2 separate regions of the Muntiacus reevesi genome follow, and region 1 is linked to region 2. A link is a contact called in public Hi-C data. All regions are on one chromosome and are shown on one strand. The core of a region is the stretch at or near the end of the contact, and the rest is flanking DNA. Distances in the headings are between cores, read along the strand shown. Region 1 holds the start of GAS2 (growth arrest specific 2). Region 2 holds the start of SVIP (small VCP interacting protein).

Region 1 (4,034 bases), core at 627-3,126, 180 kb after region 2:
TAGAGAGACCTACTCAAAACTCAGTCTTGAATCAAGTAACTGAGTTAGGATCAGGTGTAACCATTGCCCATAGTATTTGCCCTCAGAGTGATTGCAAAATGCCAAAGCACTTTCCTTCCATGAAACTGATTCTAGAATGAGAAAAAAACCCTCTAAGTCTGCCCTGCCTGAAGATGTAGAGTCCAGGTCTGCCTGTTCCTATAAAAAAATATTATTTCCACAAGCAGAGGACTGAAATAAGTGTCAGTATGTGAATATAATATTGTTCAGAGTAATACAAAGGGGCATTGGAATACTATGTTTTCATTGGTCTCCCAGTTCCATAGTTCCATAGTGTTGTATAATTTCTGATGTAATGCATATCTTAAAATAACTAAAAATATGAAACCTAACCTAGAGTATGGCACAACTTGATTTTTCAAGTCTTAGTCCATAGGAAAAGAATGCATCAGACATCTCAGGACCAACAGTAAATATGGCAACATCAAGCTGTGTGTTTCTTTGCTAAAATTTTCTCCACCTTTGACCACAGTGTTGGTGGTTGCTCTTTTATAATAGGGAGGAACAGAATTTGGAGAAGACATGAGAAGATATTCACTTCGGAGGCTTATATAACATTAACAATAATAGTACTGTTCAGAGAGTGTTTATATGCCCCATACACCGGTGTTCTGAAGAGCTGGTATTACTTCGGTATATTTAGTTGAAAGCAACAGAAAATAAAACTGGCAAAAGAAATGGGAATATATAGTGCTATAATCTTAAACAGGTTAATCTGAGAGTTGTCTTACTCCAATGTATTCCTTATGATTCTGAAATTCTATTGGTTCAGGGAAAGAGATGGATCTGGTAGCTTTGGGCTTCATTAAATATTCAACAGCATCAAGAGGAAGAAACAATTTCTTAAGCATGCTTGATACCCAGCTTGCATACAGCTGCATTATCCAATACAACTCTCTCTTCATATTGGTCAATGTTCATGATCCACCAACTCTGAAGAGTAAGAAAAGTAATCATATAGGCCTCACTGATTGGAATTGATTCACCTGGCCATTTCTGAACAAATTTCTGTCCTTAGGAAATGCTTCACATTGGTCCATTTAAGACTGGGTTTCCTGAATTAATTACTAAATTAAGAGTGGGTTGGATTAACACAAGTAGCTCAAAGCGGCCTACCCGTCCACTGTGAGCTGCAATCAGTCCTCAAAACTGCATCTTTATTATGCAAAAAGACTAAGGCTAATGATAGAATGGACACTAAAAGACAGCCAAAATACTAAAGATGGCATTTCACATTTATCATTTTATTTAATCCTCACCAGGATCATATGAGGTAGGCTTTTTGTGAAAGCCTCTTTTTCTGATGCTTGTTTACAAATGCTTAACTCCCACAGTCTGTTAGTTCAATGCCACTTAGTTCAATTAGCTGGGTGAAATAAGAGTGCTATTCTGCCTTGGAAATTACAAAAACGAAAAACAACATTGAAACTTTGAAATAAAAATTTAAATTCCTTTAACATTTTAAGAAAGTGTTAATCCTGAAGTTTCACTTAACCTAGAATTCAAGTTCTAATAATGAAAGGATAAGATCGAGGCCCAGGCTTTAGTGTAGTGTCTGGCATTAATTACTTGGGTCAGTACCTTTTTACTAAACTGAAATGAACTAAAATTTTCATTTAATAACATTTTCTTATATGTAACAGCACGTCTCTGGCTTTCCCCAATTATGATAAACTTTAACAGAGATTTACTCACGCAAAACTCAGGAAATTTCTACTAGAGATTGTTTCTAAAGCGAAAGGAAGCACGGAGACCTCCGTAAATAGCAGCAGCAGCATCTCCCACGTGGATCCGGTAATTCTCCAGTCCTAGCCCTTCATTAAATCGTCCTTGCTTAAAAGCCCCCTCAACATCCATGATGAAATACAGGCCTTCGCTCAGACTTAAATTTCCCGGAGTCCAGGTACCCGGATTAAGGCCTCTGTGAGATTGACAGGCACTTTACCCAATAGCATTGCAGAGAGGCGTATCATTTGGCCGACGCACCAATCAGCACTCAAAGAGTCTCCGTCGCCAGGGTGAAGGCGGAAGTAAGGCCTTGCGGCGCCCCATGGACTCGCTTCTGGAGCACCTGGAGCGTTTCTCTGAGGTTCTGGCTGTCTCCCGCACAACCCACGTCCGCACTTGGGACCCCGCAACCGTTCGCAGGGCTTTACAGTGGGCTGGCTACCTGCGCCACATCCACAGGCGCTTTGGCCGCCATACCCATATTCGCAAAGCTCTGGAGCGGCGACTGCAAAACCAGTGGAAGCAGGAGGGTGAATCTGGGCCCGTTCTAGCCCCGGGCTTGGCGAACTTCCAGGCCTTGGGGCAGTGTGACCAGCTGCTGTCTCTGCGACTGCTGGCGAACCCGGCCCTCGGGGATGCCGCCTTTCACTGCCTGCTGCAGCAGCTCTTTCCCGGCCCCGGCGTTCCGGACGCCGAGGAGGAGGCGCTCCAGGGCAGCCTGGCCCGCTTCGCCCGCTGCCGGACCGCTGCCCACATGCTGCACTTCCACGCCTACAGAGAGAACCCGGTCCTTCAGAAGGACTCACTGATGAAGACGCAGGCGGAGCTGCTGCTGAGGCGTCTGCAGGAGGTGGGGGAATCCGAAGCGGAGAGTTCTGGCAGGCTTCTAAGCCGCCTGTGGGAGCGCCTGCCTCAGAACAACTTCCTGAAGGTGATGGCGGCCGCGCTGTTGCTGCCGCCGGCGTCCCTCCGGCTTCAAGAAGAGGAATTGGGAGTAGGCAGCCCCAGAACACCGGGAGACGGGGGTCAAGAGCTGATTCGTTGGCTTCTGGGGAAATCAGATGTCGTGGTTGCCTTTTGCCGCAACCTCCCAGCCGAGGTTTTAACTTCCGTGGCAGGGCGCCATCCAGAGCTGTCCCCTGTCTATCTAGGTCTGCTCACAAACTGGGGTCGCCAACTGCACTATGACCTTCCGAAAGGCCTTTGGATTGGAACTGAGCCCCAGGATGTGCCCTGGGAGGAGTTGTTGAGCAGGTTTCAAAGCCTCTGTCAGGCCCCTCCGCCTCTGAAAGATGAAGTTCTAACTGCCCTGAAATCCTATAAGGCTCAAGATGGAGATTTCGAAGTCCCTGGTCTTAGCATCTGGACAGACCTGTTGTTAGCTCTTGGGAGCCGTGTATGATATCGCCCTGGGGAAGAGAAGAGTTTTCAGCCCAGGCTCCAGTTCTCTGTGGGCAGCATTGTGTTATTGATTACTCGAATGTATGGTTTACAAAATTAAAATGCCTGTGTTCTCACCACATCTCCTGTACTTTCACGTGTCCAGAATGTTGTTTTAGGCCCTAATATATAATAAAGTAATTGTAACTTAATTACAATATGTAAAGTAACTGCCGTGTAGTGCCATGGGTTTTCTGGATAGAGGAGGTAACATTGAAAGTATCCTACCTAAAGCCGTAGAATTAACATAGTTGTGTTTTGGAAGGTGCATTTCTAATAATCCCGAAAATATATGTACTTGTCATAGAAAAAGTAGTTTTCCAGTGACCAACAAGACACCATTTTTACCTTTTTAATGCCTTACTTTTATAGTTGTTTTTTTTTAAGTCTTCAGAAGTGAAGAGATTTCTTTAACTACATGTGTTGTCAGAAATGGTTTGGAAAGCCAACTGGCCTAGTTGGGCTTTATACCCTGGATTTTGGCCTTGTTAACCTGGACACTCTAATAAGTTAACCAGCCTTGTGTGCCTACGTGCTTAGTTGCCTCTGACTCTTTGGGACCCCATGGACTGTAGACTTGCAGGCTTCTCTGCCCATGGAATTTTCCAGGGAAGAATACTGGAGGAGGTTACCAATTCCTACCAGAGGGGATCTTCCTGACCCAGGGATCAAACCTACATTTCCTGTATTGGCAGTTGGAACATGCGTTATTCAGAAATTTTGTTTTTCATTTCTGCAAATTGAAAGACCAATAATTTAAAGCATTGCCTTAAAGACAAGGAAAAAAGTTTTTAAAGCATAGTAAA
Region 2 (3,886 bases), core at 1,228-3,727:
CATTAAGTATGATATTTTTGTTGTACCTAGGTTTACTCGAAATCAAATAAGACCTTATTATTCCTGCTACAAAATTTGTCAGCAAGAAAAATAACTTGATATGAAAGTTTTAAATAAATTAAAAGTAAATAAAATAATCTAAGTGAACTCTTTAGGAATAATTATGTTTTGAGTATATCTATCTAAAATAGTTTCTCCAGATTTATTTGTAACTTGAAACTGCTAAGTTAAATTCAATGATGGGAATTCATTGACTATCCAGATCATTTCCAAATAAGAACATTACTGAACAAAAGCTTCCTTTTACAGAGAAACTAAAGATATTAAGGATTATTAATATATTTGGTGCCACAGTGAGATATTTTCCTTATGGAACACCTGTTTTAGAAATTACAACTAATATTCACAAGTTTACCTATCTACAAATTGCTAATGTACATGTCCATAATTGCTTACTCAGTTTTCATTAGAAACTAAGATTTTTAAGGTTAAGAATCACAATTAAAGTATCTAATTAAAACTACTAAAAATTAATAAGGAAAACATCTTTATATCCAAGGACAAAGAAGATATAAAGAATGGAAAAGCATTTTGTTAAGGGAAAAGAAAGGGTTTTGTCCTAAAGCTGTTTATTGCTAAAAGGGAAAGAAATAAGGACAAATTAATATGGATATAAAAGATAATCTTTAGACAATGCCTTAGAAAGGCATTCTATGTGTTGGTCAAGGCTGATAAAGAGTAGAATAAATTTAACTGAGTAAATGAATTTTAATATGCAAGGTAAAATAGTATAAAATCTGAATTTGACTTTCTCTCTATTAAGGAGACAAAGTTTTTGGAAAATATTGATCTTCTTTTGATAACTAATTATAAAGTTTCTCTATCTTTAACCAGTATTCTGTTACAACTTGCAACATTTGCTTCTTGAAATCTTTTATTGTCACTTTGGTTAAGTGAATAAGTATTGTTCCACAGTAACATGTGAACCTATAATATTTGATTAAATGTTTTGAAACATTTTTGATATTTTTGACAAACTTTCCAAATTTCAGATTCTAATCAAAGTTCTTTTGACCTCTAGCTAACTTTGGGATGCTTCAGACAGAACATCTGAAAAATCTGATGGAAAGAAATATTAAACAAGTTAGGGTTACTTTGTACATGAAATTATATGTAGGCATTATCAAATGAGTTGTGATAAAACTTAGTTTATGTTGTAGGGGTAAATGTTATTAATATAGATGTTCTGGAAATTATGGGCCTCCTAAAAATCTAATATGTCTAAGTAAAATATTAACAGCCATAATTCTACTAATTATACTGAATTTTGTAACTCACAGTAGTAACCAAGTTTCTTTGTAAACTGCATTGTAATCAGATCTTCAATCATGTTTTTTAAACTCCTTTGTCATTTATAGACGGTCACTGTTTTACTCTGATGCTATTGCAATAAGCACTTCATATTCAAAAGGATTCATAGAAAAGATTTTTTGACAAGTGCAGTTTTCTGATAACTTTTAGACCACAGCAATTAACTGGGTAAAAAAATTAAACAATTTTAAAGAACCACTTGGTGACTTCATAAAGCTGTTAACAGAAGATTAAGATCAGGAACCCCGTATGCTGCCATCAAGTTTCCATGTCCATTTGGCTGTGATATTTGTTAACTCATACCTTAATTCGTTTAAGTTGATGCTCAGGTGATTCTTATACCTATTAAATTTGAGAAGCATCCTCTCTAAATATTTCTGAATATTTCAAACGTTACTGCTACTCTTGAATGGAAAAATACATCCAACGCACCAGAAAACAATAGACATCTCAACTAATGCTGCATTCATGCGACTCAATTCTAAAACATGGTGATAAATTTCATGTTCTGCCCTCTCAACTGGAGTAGTAGTGAGAGGCACTACGAGAAATGCGTGCTGACATCAACTTGAAATCTTGGCTTTGATTTCTTGGAAGTCAGAGCCCCTTTTCACAAAAGAGATAACATAGACTATCCCGAGTCACGTCACTCATGTATACAGGGTCAGCCAACTGGGAGCCACAGAGAGGTTTGTAGGCTATAGCCACTTTTCCATCCATCCCTCTTCCGCGTGCTGCTCTCAGCAGGTGTTTCCTGAGTCCAAGGCTTGGTCCTAGCGGAGCCTCTGGAGGTATGGGTGGGGAGTGGCCTCAGAGGGGCGGGGCTACCTGCAAGGGCGGGGTCGGGGCGGGGTCGAGGCGGGGCCGGAGTGGAGCCCGGCAACAGTGGGGCGGAGCCGAGCCCAGGAGGAATGGTGGGACGTGGGTGGAGCCGCGGGGCGGGGTATTGATGTGGGCGGAGTCGTGGGGCGGGGAGAGTGAGTGGGCGGAGCCGCGGAGCGGGGGGCGGAGCCGGGGGGGCGGGGCGTTGCGGCAGAGGGGCGGGGCAAAGCGAGCGGCGGGGCTGAGCCGCCCAGTCACCGAGCCGCCCGGCGGGGGCGGAGCGAGCGCCGCAGACCTGGGATCAGCGTTTGATCGCGCAGTTCTCACGGCCTGGTTTGGGCGGACCGCGGAGCAGACCCCGGCCGCGATCCCTATGGGGCTGTGTTTTCCCTGTCCCACCGAGGCCGCGCCTCCTTCGCCGGACCTGGTGAGTAAGGCTGCCTGCCCGCTTCCCCGCGTCAGCCCGCCGGCGCCGCGCGCACCTGTTCCCGGAGGGGCGCGCCGGGAGGCCCGAGCTGCGGCCCCGGGACGGGCCGTTAGACACGGTGGCGCGGGCCGGAGAGCAGCCGGTGGGGACCCAGCTGGCAGAGACGGGTGGCTGCAACCCGAGGGACGTCGACGTCCTGCCTGCGGGATTTGGGGGCTGCCTCCGCGTCCGTCTCTCTCCCTCTGAAGGCGGCTCCAGTGTCTCTTTACCTTTCGCCGCCGGCGAAATCGGAGTTCGTAGGACGCAGGCGAACGGGGACGGTTCGCTGTGGGGACCACTCCTGGAGATGCGGTAGATGAACTTAATATGTGAAAAGACCTCCCTCTTTCTCCGTGAACTGAGGAGTTTCATCTTGTAGGAGATGTGCATTTTTATGTGTCTGTATCAGCTGTTTAAAGAAGGTGCTCAATAGTCTCGTATATTTCTGTTTTTTATTAGATACTGTATTTATGAATTTCTCCTTAGTATTTATCCAAGTTCTATTTTAAAAAGCATTTTATGTAGTACAGAGTATATAATTTGTAAGGTTGCCACGTTTAGATAAAAATACAAGGCGCCCTGAAATTTGAATTTTCAGTTTAACGAGAAATGCATCTTTAAAATATGTCGATTTGTCACCATCTTTATTGGGGACATACTTGTACTAGAAAGTATTTGTTATTTATCTGGATAATTGCAGATGTATCTAGGTGGTTTGTGGTATAGTACATTTATACTTTTTGTAGCTTTCTATTTTTAACAGCCTTTTTACCTTAATAATCCTTACAGGAAATTGCTAACAGAAAACCTAAGTTCCTCTCCTTTATTAATATTTGGCTAAAAATTCGTTGAAGGAAATGAGTTGTTTAGGGAAGTACATTAACTCTTCAGCTATTTGATCTTAAGTGCTAAAAATGACCTGGAAGTTGATAGGAGAAAATTCACCTTGTCTTTCTTGCTACTGTTGCTTTTAAATGTTCTTAATTTTCTTTATCTGGCTGTTGATAAAAAACTAATGTGCCAGCAGTTGTTAAGCCCTCCCCGCCACCCCCAGAGATAACCACATGGCAGAATACTTGAATGTCACTTTTCTTTAAGGCTTTTCTTCACCACTCTAAATAAAATAGATCCTCCACTCTACCATCAACGCATCCTTCCATTTTGACCATACTTTTCTTTGTATTTCCCAGAAGCACTTCCTTCAGTCTAATAAATGTATATTTATTT

What was found. A called contact is a pair of places that touch in the nucleus more often than the background predicts.
Region 1: a Hi-C map of muscle shows a contact between it and region 2, with 8 times the contacts expected there. The contact joins the promoter of GAS2 here to the promoter of SVIP in region 2. A contact is called at or near these places in 2 of 3 Hi-C or Micro-C datasets (blood and muscle).

Annotation. Positions count from the first base shown.
Region 1 is chr5:21,423,679-21,427,712 of mMunRee1.1, forward strand. GAS2 (growth arrest specific 2) reads right to left here and starts at 1,877. Exons shown (of 9, transcript XM_065937228.1): 1 at 1,756-1,877. It overlaps FANCF (FA complementation group F), which reads left to right and starts at 1,983. Exons shown (of 1, transcript XM_065937223.1): 1 at 1,983-3,564. The coding sequence starts at 2,111. The coding sequence ends at 3,190.
Region 2 is chr5:21,243,149-21,247,034 of mMunRee1.1, forward strand. SVIP (small VCP interacting protein) reads left to right here and starts at 2,478. Exons shown (of 4, transcript XM_065936420.1): 1 at 2,478-2,620. The coding sequence starts at 2,567.